2 separate regions of the Oryzias latipes genome follow, and region 1 is linked to region 2. Evidence: chromatin contacts called from public Hi-C data. All regions are on one chromosome and are shown on one strand. Each heading gives the region's core, a stretch centred on a gene start, on an enhancer-like site or on the middle of the called end of the contact. The rest is flanking DNA. Distances are from core to core; before and after follow the strand shown.

What was found. Hi-C and Micro-C count contacts between places; a contact is called where the count stands out from the background.
Region 1: a Hi-C map of embryo shows a contact between it and region 2, with 5 times the contacts expected there. The contact joins the promoter of pitx2 here to the enhancer-like site in region 2. A contact is called at or near these places in 5 of 5 Hi-C or Micro-C datasets (embryo, fibroblasts and gastrula embryo).

The regions. Positions count from the first base shown.
Region 1 is chr10:4,089,967-4,093,426 of ASM223467v1, forward strand. pitx2 (paired like homeodomain 2) reads left to right here and starts at 1,647. Exons shown (of 3, transcript NM_001122916.1): 1 at 1,647-2,015; 2 at 2,357-2,556; 3 at 3,175-3,460. The coding sequence starts at 1,823.
Region 2 is chr10:3,935,602-3,939,025 of ASM223467v1, forward strand. No RefSeq gene overlaps it. Among protein-coding and RNA genes, the nearest start is that of LOC111948055, 30 kb to the right of the region's middle. Within about 2 kb of position 1,345, at least 1 of the 8 cell types and tissues checked has an H3K27ac peak or open chromatin away from gene starts, as enhancers often do. A contact at or near this core is called in embryo, where this site is marked.

The DNA of each region.
Region 1 (3,460 bases), core at 397-2,896, 150 kb after region 2:
CGCGTTTGTCGTGGATGTTAGTGTTGCCAGTTATTCTGATTAGGTTTTCAGATCAAATCTTTAAAAACGGTGCAGAGGAGCGGGAAGGCCCGGAAGGAATTCATTAAAGTGTGGGGCGGTTGGGAAATGACATCAGGTCTTGTTATTACCCTAAATGAATCACCAATAACCCTCATAGAGTCTCATTTAGTCGGCGCTGATGGGCCGCGGTGACGCACGGCTGCGCCGAGTGAGCGGCCATTGATTAAGAAGAAGAATGGAATGAAAAGTGCGCGCAGGAAGGAGGCTGTGCCACTGCGACATACATGGACATACACACTAAATGTATGACCAAAGCCCATTCGTGAGGAGGAATACACTAATGGAGGAATCTGATGTCTCCTTAATCCCATGTAAAAAGCCCCCTCCCTGTATTGACGGAATTGCTAATTAATGGCCCTCTATGGTGGGGGCCTGTTGCAGCAGTAATCCGCAGAAAGGAGACAAAGCATTAGAAGAAATGAAGAGGGGTTGGAGGAGTGGGGGCAGTAATCCACTTCAGGTTTGCTTTAAGAAAAAAGAAGGAGCAGCAGATTACTGCGTTTTGGAAAAGGTGCGAAATATTGTTAGAGACTTTATGAAAACAATGACGAACCACAGAGGAGCTCACAACGTGACATCTGACAGACACTACATCATCCATCACCGTCTTTACGCACGAGTAAGGATAACTTTGGGTATAAATGCGCATGCACAGAAGGGATTAAAGTTACATAGTTTTTATTGTTGTAATTCAAATTTCAAAATTTTTATTTTAATTTGTTGTGCAAAGACACAGCTCAGATCCTGTGGCTCTAAGCATCTCAGTTGTTAAATTCCGTTTCCTCTATTCGTACATCAGACATTTGTTGGCTAAACATAATAATAATAATAATAATAATAATAATAATAATAATAATAATAGGAAGGATAAAAATAATGACTATAAAGTAAATGATCAACTTTTCGTTCAAACTCACACATTTGTCCTTTTTAAAATTCCTGTCTGTCTTTTCTGGACCAGCGCGCATCTTTCTGAAGTACAGAGAAGGCACGTGCTTTTTCTGACGTGCGTGCACATCTGGGAGAGTCAGCTGTCAGATTGTGGGGCTGCAGAGCTCTGCTGTTGTCCGTGCGCGTGTCTGTACAATGCTCGTGAAGCGGTTTGTGTTGGATTCTCGTGTTGTCACGAACATATACGCACTACGCGCACACGGCTGCATCTGAGAGCAAACTACAGGAGAAACACGGGGGTCCACAGCGCGGCCCAGTCTGTCTTTGCTTAGCCTCGTGACCACCTTATAAAATCTTTGATTTTGATTATATTTGGCTTCGGGCTCGCGGGAGCGCCACGCGGCTCCTCTTTCTTTACATGCGTTTATTTGGCTGAGAAAAACACGCGCGCGCCACGCACAAACACTCCTGCTCTGGTTGGTTGACGAGCCCATCACATCCTCGCGCCTGTCAGAGGGGCGGTAGGAGGGGCAAAGTGCTGACGTGGAGCCAGGGAGAGGGGCGCAGTTGGTCAGGCAACGCGCACAGGCAGCTGCTGAAATGAGAGGTGAGCTTTGGAGTGCGCGCGAGTCTCTGGATCTAATATCGCCTACCTGTCCTTGTCACTCCGACAGTCGAAACAGGTTGCGGCATTCTCCACGGAGGTTATGGAGAACCTCGATGTTCTGTTTTAACGCGACCTGCAGCTCCGCGTGAACCAGAGGAGCTGCGCGCCGTGCGTCATTTGGAGAGCCGAACTGCGCCGTCGCCAGACTTCCTGCCTGTGCGTAAGCGCGTGCGATCGCTACCGATGAACTCTATGAGGAATCCATTAAATACAGAGCAGCCCCACCACCTCCACCTCCCCGGGAACAAACTCACGTCCCCCCAGCACACCGCTCTAGCGATGGCCTCCAGTTTGCAGCCGCTGCAGCGGTCTGCGGATTCCAAACACCGGCTGGAGGTGCAAGCCGTGTCGGACACGTCAAGCCCGGAGTCTGTCGGTAAGAACCGCCCGGTGCCCGGTCCTGATACAAGTCCAGGTCCTGTTCCTGCCCTGGAAGATGTCAAAGAAAAGATGGCTGTCAGCAGCGACAGCGGGGAGCTTTGACGCGCGCGCGCTACTTCATCTTTTAAATCATAGCTCTGGCCTTTGCGGGTGAAGGTGCTCAAATGTTCAAATAAAAATGTAGGGTCTATGATTATAAAAAAATATAATAACAAAGTTTGAAATATAGGAAAATTCCTGAAATCTCAGTAAAATATAATACGGTGATGTTTGTTGATCTATTCTTTCCTCCGTAAATTTCTGTTCGTGTCCTCATGGAACTGTCTGTCCTCACAGAAAAGGAGAAGATCCAAAACAAAAACGACGACTCTTCGGACGACCCCTCCAAGAAGAAGCGGCAGCGGCGGCAGAGGACTCACTTCACCAGCCAGCAGCTGCAGGAGCTGGAGGCCACCTTCCAGAGGAACCGCTATCCCGACATGAGCACCAGGGAGGAGATAGCCGTGTGGACCAACCTGACGGAGGCCCGAGTCCGGGTGAGCTGGTCCCACCGGTACCGACGCTCCTAAATGAAAGAGGGAAATGTGTGGATTTAGGCCCGAATTCAGTCCAAGTAATCCCGACGGATTTATTTATAATTATAGTTTTTAGCTGAAAGACAAATAATCTGATTCTTGTTTAAATAGACACTGAAGGAAAATAAATATTTTTTTCTGCTGCTGGAATGTTGATCTGCAGTCCACAAAATCCCAGCTCCAAGCACATCATGTTACAGCGGTTCAAAGTTTTCCACGCGGATTTTCCGAACAGGATGGTGTTATTTCTGTCCGTCAGCAGCCCGTTAACAATAGAAGCTGCTGTCATCGCTGACAGACCCACGCGCGCTCTGTGTCCGCGTGAAAGAGGCGCAAAGCTGGAATTTTGGCCATTGTCACTGCGGGCTGTGAGATTAGGGTCAGAGTGTTTGTGGGGGAATACACATCCACTCCACGTCAAGATGCTCCTGAGAGGGCTGGGGGTGGGGGGCAATGTGGATTCTGCTCCTATCTCATTAAAAGAGGATTCTCTGCTCAGACGGCCAGAATCTAGCCCGACCCTGCAGCGGGAAAGACGGCTTTATTTAGGGTTTTAATCCTTTCCTTTCTTTCTTTCAGGTTTGGTTCAAGAACAGGCGAGCCAAGTGGAGGAAGAGGGAACGGAACCAGCAGGCCGAACTCTGCAAGAACGGTTTCGGGCCGCAGTTTAACGGACTCATGCAGCCCTACGACGACATGTACCCGAGCTACACGTACAACAACTGGGCCGCCAAGGGCCTGACGTCCGCCTCTCTGTCCACCAAAAGCTTCCCGTTCTTTAACTCCATGAACGTCAACCCGCTGTCCTCGCAGACCATGTTCTCGCCCCCGAACTCCATCTCCTCCATGACCTCCAGCATGGTGC
Region 2 (3,424 bases), core at 95-2,594:
ACGGAGCAGTTTCTCAGCTTTTAATGGGCCAACAGCGCCTGGCGCCCCGCGCAGACGCTCCACTTCAAATTACTGCTGAAAGAAAGCAGCAGAAGGCGATTAAATCCAGTTAGGCTGATCACTCCAGCCTTGATTAACAGGGTCAAGATGTCTTCTTCCTCTTAAGTCCACTCTGTTCATTTATGCCACTTTAATTACACTGATGAAAAGTGAGCACCCTCCACCCCCTCAGTGTCATCAGTTAGTGGCTTCCTGACAGTTTACACTGGGAAGAATCAGAACAAACTCTGCATCAGATCCTCTGATCAACTGTATCATCTATAGGAGCTGTCTGATCAATGCGGCTGCAGAAAGAACCATCAGCTCCTCAGATGAAGGAGCAACTGTGATGTCCACCCTGATGCCACACTGCTTAGTGAGGAGGTTGGAAGCATACACATCTCCTCGCTGCTCCCTCATCCACCTTTGCAGCCGCATGCGAGCCCACCCTCACCTCTTCAATCCGCTCTTGGATCATTTCAATTTGCATCCCAACTGGCCGAGGGATTCCCCAGCCCTGTTAAAAGGCGGGCTATTTGTTGTGCTCTGTGGTTAATGCCGTGCAGAGCTTTAAATACCCATATCAAATCTGTGAGGCTCAACAGATTCAGTTTTGCAAACCTGTATCGAACAGAGGTTCAATCCGTCAGCTTAGAAGTGTACACTCCTTAAGTTGTGTGATAAGGTAAAACCAATCACTGGATTAGGCTCTCTCTGTCAGCGATGCTGCATTTTCAGCTCCGTTTTGCTTTGCTGGAACGGGATAAGCTGATGGAGTAACATCACAGTGCTTGAAATTTCTTTCTCCAATAAGAATAGACTGTTAATGGATTCTGAAGCCAGAGTGTGATCCTGAATTTGCAGTTGTGGATAATGCATTAGCATTAGCTGTGAAAAGCAGTGGGCATCGGATACCACGAGCAATCGTCTCCGAAAACCACAAATCTGATTGTTTTTATCATGCAAATCCAACCGACTACCCCATAAGATTGATTGTGGTCTTAGAGGAGGATTGGCGTGTTTATTTTCTCAGAGCTCCTCACAAACACGGCTCAGCCGGCAGACGCGCAGCTACACTTCTGCTCGGCATACACTGAATTCATAACTCAACACACGGCGAGTCTCTGGAGTCTGCTGCTTCTTGCGGTTTTCTGTCTTGTTCCAGAGGGTTTTGGGGGAGATGTGGAGCGTTTTGGTACATGGTGAGCTTGAGTGAAAATTCATGGCAGGTACATAAATAACCACGCTCCCAAAGTACAGGCTACAGTTTCAGCTCCTGGTTGGAGGGGAGCTGGGCCGTGTTGAATGACATTTGAGAGGAGCATGGAGCCATCCACAGCCAGCAGAGCACAAACCAAACGTCCTCTCCCTCCCCCTCACACCAAGCTGCGTTTCCACTTCACTCTGCCAACAAGCGGGTTGTCTGGCAGCTGATGCTGGGTCCAACTCGCACTTCAAGGCTGGAGGCATCGTTTGCGGGCAGCCGTGATCCCACTGTCATTTTCTTTCTTCTCTGGTTTTGGTGTGAATGCAGATAGATCGCTGTGGTGATCGGTGATGAAAGCTCTTTGAGTACCTCTGACGACTGCAGTGAGAAAACTCCAGAGACTGCTTATTTTAGTTCCCTTGGCCGCAGATGTGAATGCAGCTGTGCTAACTCTGTGCAGAAAACCGGACTTTCTCCGTTTCACACACAGAAACTCAGACAGTGAATGACTGCAAACCAAAGTGAGTCTGCTCCAGCTGTCACTGTCTGACCACGAGACGTCAGGACACATTTAAGGACATGCAGTTTTGAAAAGGCTTAATGTTGCGCAAAGAGGGAGTTTAATGATTTGCACAGAAACATTTTCAATATTGATATACAGCCTTTTCAGGAACACATTCCTGGAAATATGCAATCTTCTGTGACAAAAACAAGCTTTGAGCTCCAAAAGGGTCTGATAAATGGATAGATCTTAAAAGGACATTCGTGACTTATAGGAAAACTAAGTCATGGATGAAAATGTGACCAAACAAAACCCAGAAAAGTTTAAGAAGGCAGCAAGGCAAAAGAGCAGCATACCCCTCTGAGAGGACAAAGGGGGTTCCAGGGACCTCCTAAAAGCAGGGAAGCAGGATGGAGTTTTGTCAGATCCGTCGGAGAGGAAAACGTTGGTGACAGAGAACATACATGCAGGAGAATGGACTAAAACCTGACACAAAGATGAAAAATTTCATTAGGAAAACTCAAAATGTGACTTATACTTATATGTATTCACAGGTCTTAGTCAAGAAGATCTGGATATAATAAACTGAAATACATTCAGGGTTTTAAATAACAGGAAGGAGTTCAAATGATTACTAATTTAAAGACCGATGAAAATGGTGTTTTTGGTGTTTTTAAAATGTGCTTGTGGCATCTCTCTGATGATGAAGGACACATAAAGAAAATTAAGATTAAAATTGAATTTCTGAGTATTGCTTTACTCAAATTGTTGTAAATCAGGAGCAGAAAAATAGAATAGAATAAAATAGAATGCTTTTTGAAAAAGATTGTAGTTGTTACATAGATAATACACAGGTCACAAGCTCCCTGCTCCTCTCCATTCTGATGCATCCACTTGCAGACAAATCCTTGAAAACTGTGCGACTGGATAGCTCTGGTATTGCTCACCATTTTTTGTTGCACCAGTAATGTTAGGTTGGGGGTGTGAGGGGCTGTAAGCTAAAGGGAGAGCGCAAAAATAGGGTGACAGTAGCTCCGGTGGTTGAGCAGGTTGGCCAATGATTGAAGGATCGGCGGCTCGATTCTCACTCCCACTCCCCCCATTTAATTGTTGCTGTGTCCTTGGGCCAGACACCTCACCCTCCCGGCCTCCACTGGTGTGTAAATGTGTATTAATGTCCCGGTGATGGTCAGAGGGGCCGTAGCCGCGAACTGGCAATCACGCCTCTGTCAGTCTGCTCCAGGGCAGCTTTGGCTACAACAGTAGTTACCATCACCAAGTATGAACGAATAATGGACTCATTGTAAGAACTTTGAGCGTCTGGAATAGTGCAGATAAATACAATCCATTAATATATTTAAAAATAGATGAGAGACATGGGGGCGGGCTTTCTCCTAGAAAACAACACAGATTTTTGCATTTAGGCTGCAAACAGGAAAACAATAATTAAAAGTCCCCCGGAAAGTACTGTGTGTCAATCCAAATGGTAATTTCAAATATTAATATACTCAGTTTGTTTAACCCCTACTGGGAACCATTTTAAAATAAATGAAAAGATGATAGAAGTAGTTCTTTAAAACTTGATGGAATCATGTTTATCTTTACCCCAGAACTTAATTTGGTACAAATGTTGCAAAAAAAAAAAAAACTTTACCTAAAACGTTTACTTTTGATCC